2 separate regions of the Mus musculus genome follow, and region 1 is linked to region 2. A link is a contact called in public Micro-C data. All regions are on one chromosome and are shown on one strand. The core of a region is the stretch at or near the end of the contact, and the rest is flanking DNA. Distances in the headings are between cores, read along the strand shown. Region 1 overlaps Pip5k1b (phosphatidylinositol-4-phosphate 5-kinase, type 1 beta). Region 2 overlaps Pip5k1b (phosphatidylinositol-4-phosphate 5-kinase, type 1 beta).

The links. A called contact is a pair of places that touch in the nucleus more often than the background predicts.
Region 1: a Micro-C map of the HL-1 cell line shows a contact between it and region 2, with 2.9 times the contacts expected there. A contact is called at or near these places in 25 of 484 Hi-C or Micro-C datasets (the AML12 cell line, the HL-1 cell line, cardiomyocytes and 9 more), 7 of 130 datasets of targeted methods (cardiomyocytes, embryonic stem cells, heart atrium and 1 more) and 2 of 9 other capture datasets (embryonic stem cells and pancreatic islet).

Annotation. Positions count from the first base shown.
Region 1 is chr19:24,340,818-24,344,983 of GRCm38.p6, reverse strand. All of the region lies in intron 13 of Pip5k1b (phosphatidylinositol-4-phosphate 5-kinase, type 1 beta), which reads left to right. Among named protein-coding and RNA genes, the nearest start is that of Fxn, 62 kb to the right of the region's middle.
Region 2 is chr19:24,298,737-24,303,150 of GRCm38.p6, reverse strand. The region is part of intron 14 of Pip5k1b (phosphatidylinositol-4-phosphate 5-kinase, type 1 beta); the gene reads left to right. Among named protein-coding and RNA genes, the nearest start is that of Fxn, 20 kb to the right of the region's middle.

The sequences.
Region 1 (4,166 bases), core at 39-2,538, 42 kb before region 2:
ACAGATCCCACGAGCAGATTCATTAAAATAACCTCTCTAAATACATATTACTCATGTAGCTACAAAGACACTTCGTGCATTGTTTTGTACGTGAGACCTTAATGACTAAGGTAAAAAGAATGTATCCATGGCTTTCAGAGCTGCCACATCTGTGAGTCCAGAGTTCAGCATGGTCTTTGGCGAGCTAACGTTTGGTGGTTGTATCTTGTTGCTCTGCCTTCCTCTTGGCTGCATAGAAGAGTCCAGACTGTTGGGTAGCAGATGGGGCAGCACTGGCTCTGGAGAAGCGGACAAGTGTGAGACAGCGGGGGTTGGTTTGGATCGCTTCACCTGCAGAACCACCAGAAAGCTTCCTTCCTCTGTAGATGACTTAAGTCACTTAAAGTACATAAAGGACATTTGACTCGCCCAGCTTTCTAGGTTTGAAGACATTCAATGTGACATATAATAGCTTAATATGAATGCGGGCTATGAATGTTTAAATCTGGCTTCTCAGTCAAGCCCCTCGATGTATGGTGCAGCAGATGCAGGGGGCTGTACCCCATGAGTGTAAGTGACACTTGGAGGGTAGCAGAAAAGTCACAGCAAGGCTTCAGCAACGTTAAGAACAGTTCTCATAACAATGGTACTTCTTTATAGTTTGCTACTATGGTCATTATCAGGAGCGTATCATTCAATGCCCTCTTGAATCATTTCCTGAAATTTCCAGCACTAAGGGAATGGTATTTGGGGTTGGGGTTTTGTAATGGTTGTGGTTCTTGGTGGTGGTGGTGATGGTGGGTGGGTAAGTGGTTTGTTGATATCAGAAGGGTTCTTAAGTGCTCTATCTCTTGGTAAGAGCTATTAAACTCCTGAGCATTCGCAGGGATTCTTCGGGCTCTGGCCTCCCCCTGAAGCCAGTCCTGTGGCCAGATAGAGTCTAGCTACCTCTCCATGCCCGCCCACCCAGCTGTGCACTCTGGGCACTGTGCTCTAATTATGCACATCTTCTCTCCTGCTGATGCTAGCTCACCTCCAGATGTGCATGTGGGAAATGGACCAGTGAGCCTTCTGTCTATAATACTCCAAGAGTCTTTCCCCTCTCTTTGGTGCTCCGTTGCTTTAAGCAGTTTTCTCTGGCATTCTACTGTGGTATTTGGGATCTCATACTTAGCTATCAGTCAGGGTTCAGTTGCAAGAACTAAACATGGACTCCATCGGAAGCAGAAGGGAGGAGCTGGGTGTTTGCAGTGTGTGAGGGAAGGGAGGCCCAGAGGCATTGATCAGTCATGGTCACTCCACTGAGCCCACCCTCCTGCAGCTGGGTGGTGCTCAACCTCTCCCAGAGACAACTGAGAAAGCATTTCTGAGATCCCAGGACGCCCTTACAAGAAGCCAGCTAGCAAGCTCAGGCAGTTTCACTTTTCCTGACACTTCTCAGCTGATGAGGAGACCTGAGGACCCTCTGGGTGCCACCCTTTCTTCTTCATCCTCTTGCCTGTCTCCTGCCTGCTCTCCCCACAGGCGTTTCTGCTGTTAGCCTTCTTGTGTACAAAAAGCTGGAAGATCTACCACAGTTACCTTCTCCTTAGGGAAATCATGAGGATCAGAGACTCAGGGATGCTAAAAAACCCTGAAGAGAAATATAGCCCGAGGAGCCCTGGGAGTGAACACCCCTGAATGCTTAGCCCACCGAGCTCAGCCCTGCTTATTTAGCAGGGAAAGCTAATCGGCAAACTGTCCTTATCATGGTTGTCTTATTTCTTTAGTACAGTACATGGTATTTCTTGAAATCAGAATTGACATGATTGTAAGTGTCTCATCTGGCTTAACTAAGTTTTAAAACCAAATACAGACAGCCTGGGGAGAAAATGCATCAAACAAGGAACGGGAAAGTACATCAAATATTGACATTGCAATTTACAGCTGAGATTTTTCTGTTTCTCTGTGAGTCATATTTCTGTTCCAAGTGGCCTGCTTTCTCATTTAAACACGTTATCCTTATCTGTGCTCATATAAGCTATAAATACTTCAAGTATCTGCTGTCGTCCTCTGTGTCTTTAGAGCCCTTAACGTTGAGGCATTGAACGGCATCCAGAGAAGTCCACACCTAAATTATGTATTGCAGTAGGAAATGGCTGTCTCTAGAATTCTTTTTAGACTATCTTTCTTTGTGACTTTTAAAGTTCCACTGGTTTCTTTGAATCTGGTTTGTTAAGTATACTCTCAAAATTGACTAGGGAGCAAAGAGAAAAGTTATGATGCCTTAAAAGTATATTTTTAACTGCTGATTGAGAGTATGTTCTCTCTCTCTCTGTTTCTTTCTGTTTCTGTCTCTCTCTCTGTCTCTCTCTCTGTCTCTGTCTCTCTCTCTCTCTCTCTCTGTTGGGTGGAAGGTATGTACATATGTATGTACACATCTGTCTTTCGAAAAGTCAGGAATCTGCCTGCCTTTGTCTCCCTGGTGCTAGAAATCTGAACTTGGGTCCTTGTGCTGCTTGCTTGGCAAGCACTTTACCAACTGGGCAGCCTCCCCAGCTCCAGAAGTCCATACTTAAAGGCTCTACTATAAGATCTTAGGTTAGAGCGTATGGCTCACAGGAATACAAAGACACTCCATCAGCAACCTGCCTCACAAACAAATCATAGGTTATAAATCTGAATTCCTGGTACTTGAATTTTTCTTACCTACTGAGAAATCTGTTCTTCGAAAGGAGATATGAACTGAGTGCCAACAACTAGAGGGGCAAATAGGTTTTATCTCCAAACTAAGAGCAATTCAACTTAGTGCTGTGAAATAAGTTATATACATGACTATTCATTCTTTCCATGATTCCCTGCACAGTTGGGAGCAAAGCTGGGGCTCTGTTTATGCATACAGGTTGAAAGCTCACTTCACCCCCAATGTATCTGTGCTCCCCCATCCCAGAAGCCCTTACCAGCATCACTGTGGTAGCTAGTCTCATGTATTTGTCCGTGTTTTCCTGGTGGCTCTCTCTAACATCTAGCCCACTATTAAAATGTGGAGTTTTATGAGAAGAGCAGATACCATAGGAGAAGCAACTGGCCATGCTGGGAGCCAGCTGGCAAAACCTTTCTAACTGATGAGTCCAGCAGCTAGATCTCAGGCTGCTGATTCGGAAGGTCTGACAGCAGTCCTGAGCCCTCTTCTTCCCCCATGAGTATTGTCAACCTAGGAGCCAATGAGCTGATTCCTGCAGCTATGAGTCTCTTCTCCCAAACTGGTCAGATTAAAGCCATGGCAGGAGAGCCCTCCATGCTAAAGTAGGTGAGAGACCCCTTGTCTTAGTTAGGGTTTCCGTTGCTGTGAAGAGACACCGTGACCAAGACAACTAAGAAAACATTTAATTAGGTCTGGCTTACAGTTTCAGAGGTTCAGTCCATTATCATTATGGCTGGAAGCATGGCAGTGTGCAGGCAGACCTGGTGCTGGAAGAGCTGAGAGTTCTACATCTTGATCCACAGGCAGCAGATGGAGACTGTGTACCAAACTGGGGATATCTTGAGTATATATGAGACCTCAGAGCCTGCCTCCATAATAACACACTTCCTCCATCAAGGCCAATATACTCCAACAAAGCCACACCTCCTAATAGTACCAATCCCTATGAGCCAAACATTCAAACACATGAGTCTACGAGGCCATACCCATTCAAACTACCATACCTTTCTTTAGAATAGTCTAAGAGATCAGGAAACAGCTATACAGAGTTCTGGTGTCATAGTAAGTCAGCTAGTAAGAGTCCAATTGGAGCACAGAGCTCCAGGGTCTAAGCCTCCTGTTCTTTCCCTGAGCCACCCTTGCATCAAGGACTACAAAGACTTGATCTTCTTGTGTGCTGTAGGCAGCATTGGTTGTCTACCTTTTCCCCTAACATCAGCTCTGGCCCTGGATTTGTGCTACCTTGCTTTGCTACATAATAACTAAAAAATCTGTAATGAACAAAGTGGCAGGCTTACTTTAGGGTCTGCCTATGCTGGTCTAGAGGTCATTGGCTACTTTTATTAAAAACATTGTTGTTCTGGACTGTTTTCTTTTTCTATTATGGTTTCAGTCGCATTTCAATTCATCAATAAGTATATAATAAAAATGCTCTTTAAGGTATGTCATATTAATTTGAGTTCATAAGGAAACTGACATGGCACTTCTTTTTTTTTTTTTTTGA
Region 2 (4,414 bases), core at 586-3,085:
TCCAGTCTGGCCTGCGCAACTTCTCTCTCCTTTCTTTTTGACCTAATTCGAAAGCTCTGGATCCCAACCATTTCTATCCCAGCCATCTTTAATTGAACGGCCCTGAAGGCTTCTGGGATGACATTCTCTTTGGTGACGTCACCCAGTGTAGTGTGAGGTCTCTTGTGAGGCTTTTCCCTTGAAGATTCGATGTTTCCTTCTTAGTAGTGATATCCTAACCCACTTTGTGGTCAACTGATCCAAACTAAGTATTTAATTTATATCCCTGTGAAATATGCAGACTTACACCACATTGATTTGTGTGTATTGGGTAACCTGAGATTTCCTTTTAGGGATCCACCCAAAGTTGTGCCTTTGGGCTTACAGAGGCCTTGTGACTTTTCTCTGTAACTTGAACTGGAATTTAAAAGGATGGTTGACCTCTGAGGAGAGATAACAGTTTCATCATTCAGTATTCAGGCATTTAATTCAGGTCCTACCAATGTTTCGCCCAACACTGCTTTCCAGAGGTCCTTCACCTTCACACTGTACACCCCTCGGCTTCCTGGCTCATTTGCAAATATTCAAATCCAAGGGAGATGGTTTTTTAAGATGGCTTTATCCAGTGTGACCAAAGATGTTTCCTGTTGAATGCTGAGCTGATGAGCCACAGATTGGGGTATTGAAAAGCAAACAACAGAACTGAGTGGGCCGCACTGATGGGAAATGCGAGCTTCTGCCGTTCTCCTAGCGGGATGGTCGCGTGGATATCAGCCCCCGATGCTGCCTGTCACCCTGGGATGCTAAGGCAGCCTGCCTGGGGAGGGGAACCAACAAAAAGCCATTCCCACTGGGAAATGGAGTGGGAGAGAGTGCCCTTTCGTGGCTCCCAGGGAACGGGTTGTCAGTGAGAGGTGAAGGAATTGCATTCTTATTAACAGAGAAATCTAAAGGATGGCTGCCACCCAACAGCGACTTCTCTCCTTCTGTTACTCAATCCCATTGCCTTTACACTGGCCACATTAGCATCCTCTCAATAACACGCCCTTTATCTGTGAAAGTGCTTCTGCAAAATGGCTGTTTGAAGTGCAAAAATAACTGCATGTAAGGAAAAGAAACAGTTAAACCCCACCCCACCCCCAATTCTCTGCCATACTAGTATTGGAGATTAGTGTGCTGACCTACTGTCAGCCCTTGGACAGCTTGATTATTCGGTGTGTTTGGGGTTGTTAATGCTACCCTTTGATCATGGGAAGAAGGGTGGCAAAGAAGTGAGCGTGGTTGAATAAACAGCTGCCACGCCATGGTGTGGGAGGAAAGCCTGAGAAAATACCAAGACAAACGCTCAACAAATTAGGTCACAGGGGTCTTAGAAAACTCAAAGCAGGGGCTTTGGCAAAAAGAAGCTGAGTTTCTGAACTTGAATCCTTAGGCTTGGAGGTGAATGATGCCTCCCCGGCCACACCGCATCAGTAAGGGTCTCTAATCTTTACCTGCTTAAGCCAGTACCGGCTGCCCCAGGGGGTGTTGATTGGAAACTCTGGCATTCCCACTGCCTCTCCCGAGGGAGCTGGATTCCCAGGTCTAGGTTACTCCAGGTCTAGGGGATCTAGTGCCCTCTTCTGGCCTCTCCAGGCACCAAACATGCACAGATACACATGCAGACAAATACGTATGCATATAAAATAATAAAATAAAATTTAAAAATATAAACAAAGCTGACCAAGTCTGACAGTACATGAGAAGGGGTCCAGGGGAGGAGCCTGAAGGCCTGGCTTTCCTTTGTTTGTTGGCCTGTATTACTCTCCTGCTGTAAGAAATTATCACAAACTGTGTGGCTTAAGCAACAGAAATGTGTCACCTCCTAGAGGCCCTGGGTCTGAACACAACATACCCACAGTGCCTTGCTCCCAGAGCGGATGTGAGGACAGATCGCTACCTGTGCTTGCAACCTCTCTGGGCTTCATATGTTTACTGGTAGTCGGAATCACTTTTCCTCTGATTCTGAAAGCAAGCCCCTATGATTGACAGCCACAAACTCACTGATCGGTGTCCCTCCTTTCCACAAACCCTCTGCTGCCACCTACTGGTGAAAAGGCAGCTCTGCCCATGGGTCTGGGGGAGTGACTGAAGGCTCTATTGAAACCTAATGAAGAGTGAGTATGGGGCTCAATAACCTGTTTCCTCTTGGTGCACTTGACCACATTCTTCCAGCATAATGCATCTCAGCTCATCAGGTAGCAGAGTCTTTGGGCATCAAAGGCATCTCATACCACAGGCCTAGCATCTGCCGTCTCAGGTTGGCCTGGAGGCTGCAGTTAGAATCGTGCAAAACAGAGAGGAGAGAGGCTCATCTCTCAGACTCCAGCATGCGCTTCTCACCCACTTTAGTCTCTGGGAAAGCCTCCTCTTGACCCTTTAATCCAGCATAGAAAATGCCACTTCTGCAGTTGAGACAGCAAGGGTAACACTTGATCTTAGCCAAAAGGCCGAGAAGCGTCAGCAAGTGTAACATAGTAGCAACAAACACCCAGTGCTCCAGGCCTCCCTTATGCTGTCTGTGACCTATCCTGCTTAGGGGAGTAGGATTAAATATAATAAAATGAAAATATGGATAATTTAAAGACAAGAGTATTCTTTAAATCCGTGGGGCTCCTGGCCACTGTTTCTTTTTGCTAGAGCTGTCACAGCCAAGCACTAGGATAAGTCACTTTAGAGTGTAGGAAGGTCTTCTTTCGTGTCTCTATAGACTGGGAGTTAGTTCACAGTCAGGTGTCAGTGGGGTCCCTAGCTCCATTTCCAGAGAATCTGTGTAGGCCTCTCTACTTGGCTTACAGATAACTGTCTACTCCCTGGGTCTACACAATGTCTACTCTGTGTGTGTCTGTGTGGTCCAAACTCCCTGTGTCTAGAACAGTAGTTCTCAACCTTCCTAATACCATGACCCTTTAATACAATTCATATTGTGGTGATGTCCCAACAAATAAAATTATTTTCATTGCTACTTCATAACTGTAATTTTGCTACTGTTATGAATTATAATGTAAACATCTGTGGGTTTTTTTTTGATGGTCTTAGGCAACACCTGTGAAAGGGTCATTTGTGCCCCACCCCCACCCAAAGGGTCACAACCCGCTGATTAAGAACCATTGCTCGGGCTGGTGAGATGGCTCAGTGGGTTAGAGCACCCGACTGCTCTTCCGAAGGTCCAGAGTTCAAATCCCAGCAACCACATGGTGGCTCACAACCATCCGTAACAAGATCTGACCCCCTCTTCTGGAGTGTCTGAAGACAGCTACAATGTACTTACATATAATAAATAAATAAATAAATTAAAAAAAAAAAAGAACCATTGCTCTAGTAGGACACTCGTCCTGATGAAATAGGACCTAATCTACCATCTCATTTAAACAGATCTCCTCTGTAAAGACCCTGTCTCCAAACAAGGCCATACTCTGGGTGAATGACAGTTAGGGGCCTCCACCTTAGAGGGACATGGGTTAGCCCATGACAACCATCGTGTACTCCAGTAGAAAGCAGCACTACCTCTCCGTACTTCCACAGACAGGGCCTGGTGAGCCTTCGGCTTCACAATGTCCTTAGCTCTAGTGTGGCTGGGGATAGCCCTTCATGCTGATGACAAAGCAGCCAGGAACCAAAGCCTGGGCTCTTTGTCAAATGATATCAGCACTGGATTCAGTTCCCCATCTCCCAAGTACAGCAGAAGCTGAGGTCAATCAATCAATCAATAAACCAGACTCCTGGAGCTGCAGGTCGGTGTGCTCTGAGGTGCTCATGGAGCCACGGAGATTGGCAGCAGGCTCAGTTGAGTACCAGAAGTTCCCCTGTAGAATAATCAAGATGCATGAATCATTGATGTCCTCCATCACCTCCCCGCCCTCTGGAAAGAAATTAATGTTAAAATATTACTGCTGCACTAACAGTTTTGAAATGAGAGACCTTGACCTCAGTCTTTTCCCTGACATCTACCTGCTGCAGCAACAGGGCTCTTTGATGGAGCACAGGAGATTGGCAGGAGACCAGATAAACCACAAGTTTTGACCAACATTCAAAAATCCAGTCAGTGACATTCCACCAGATTAGACCCAGATAGATGTCTTCACCCAAAGTGTTCAAATCCTTCAAGAACAGCTACAGTCCCATCTTCTACACCAAAGCTGCTCAGAGGAAGTCTGCTGCCCTGACCCTTGGGAAAGAACAACCGTACTTCTGGCTAGGAGTCCTAACATTTATTTAAGAGTAATGCTAGGGAATTTGGACCCAGACTCTTCTAAAGTGTTTGTATTGCTATGACAAAATACTTGAGATAACCCATTTAAAAAGAAGAAAGGTAAGGCCAGATGACTCAGTAGGTACAGGCACTTACTCCCGTACCTTATGACTTCTTTTCTACCCTTATCCCACATAGGGGAAG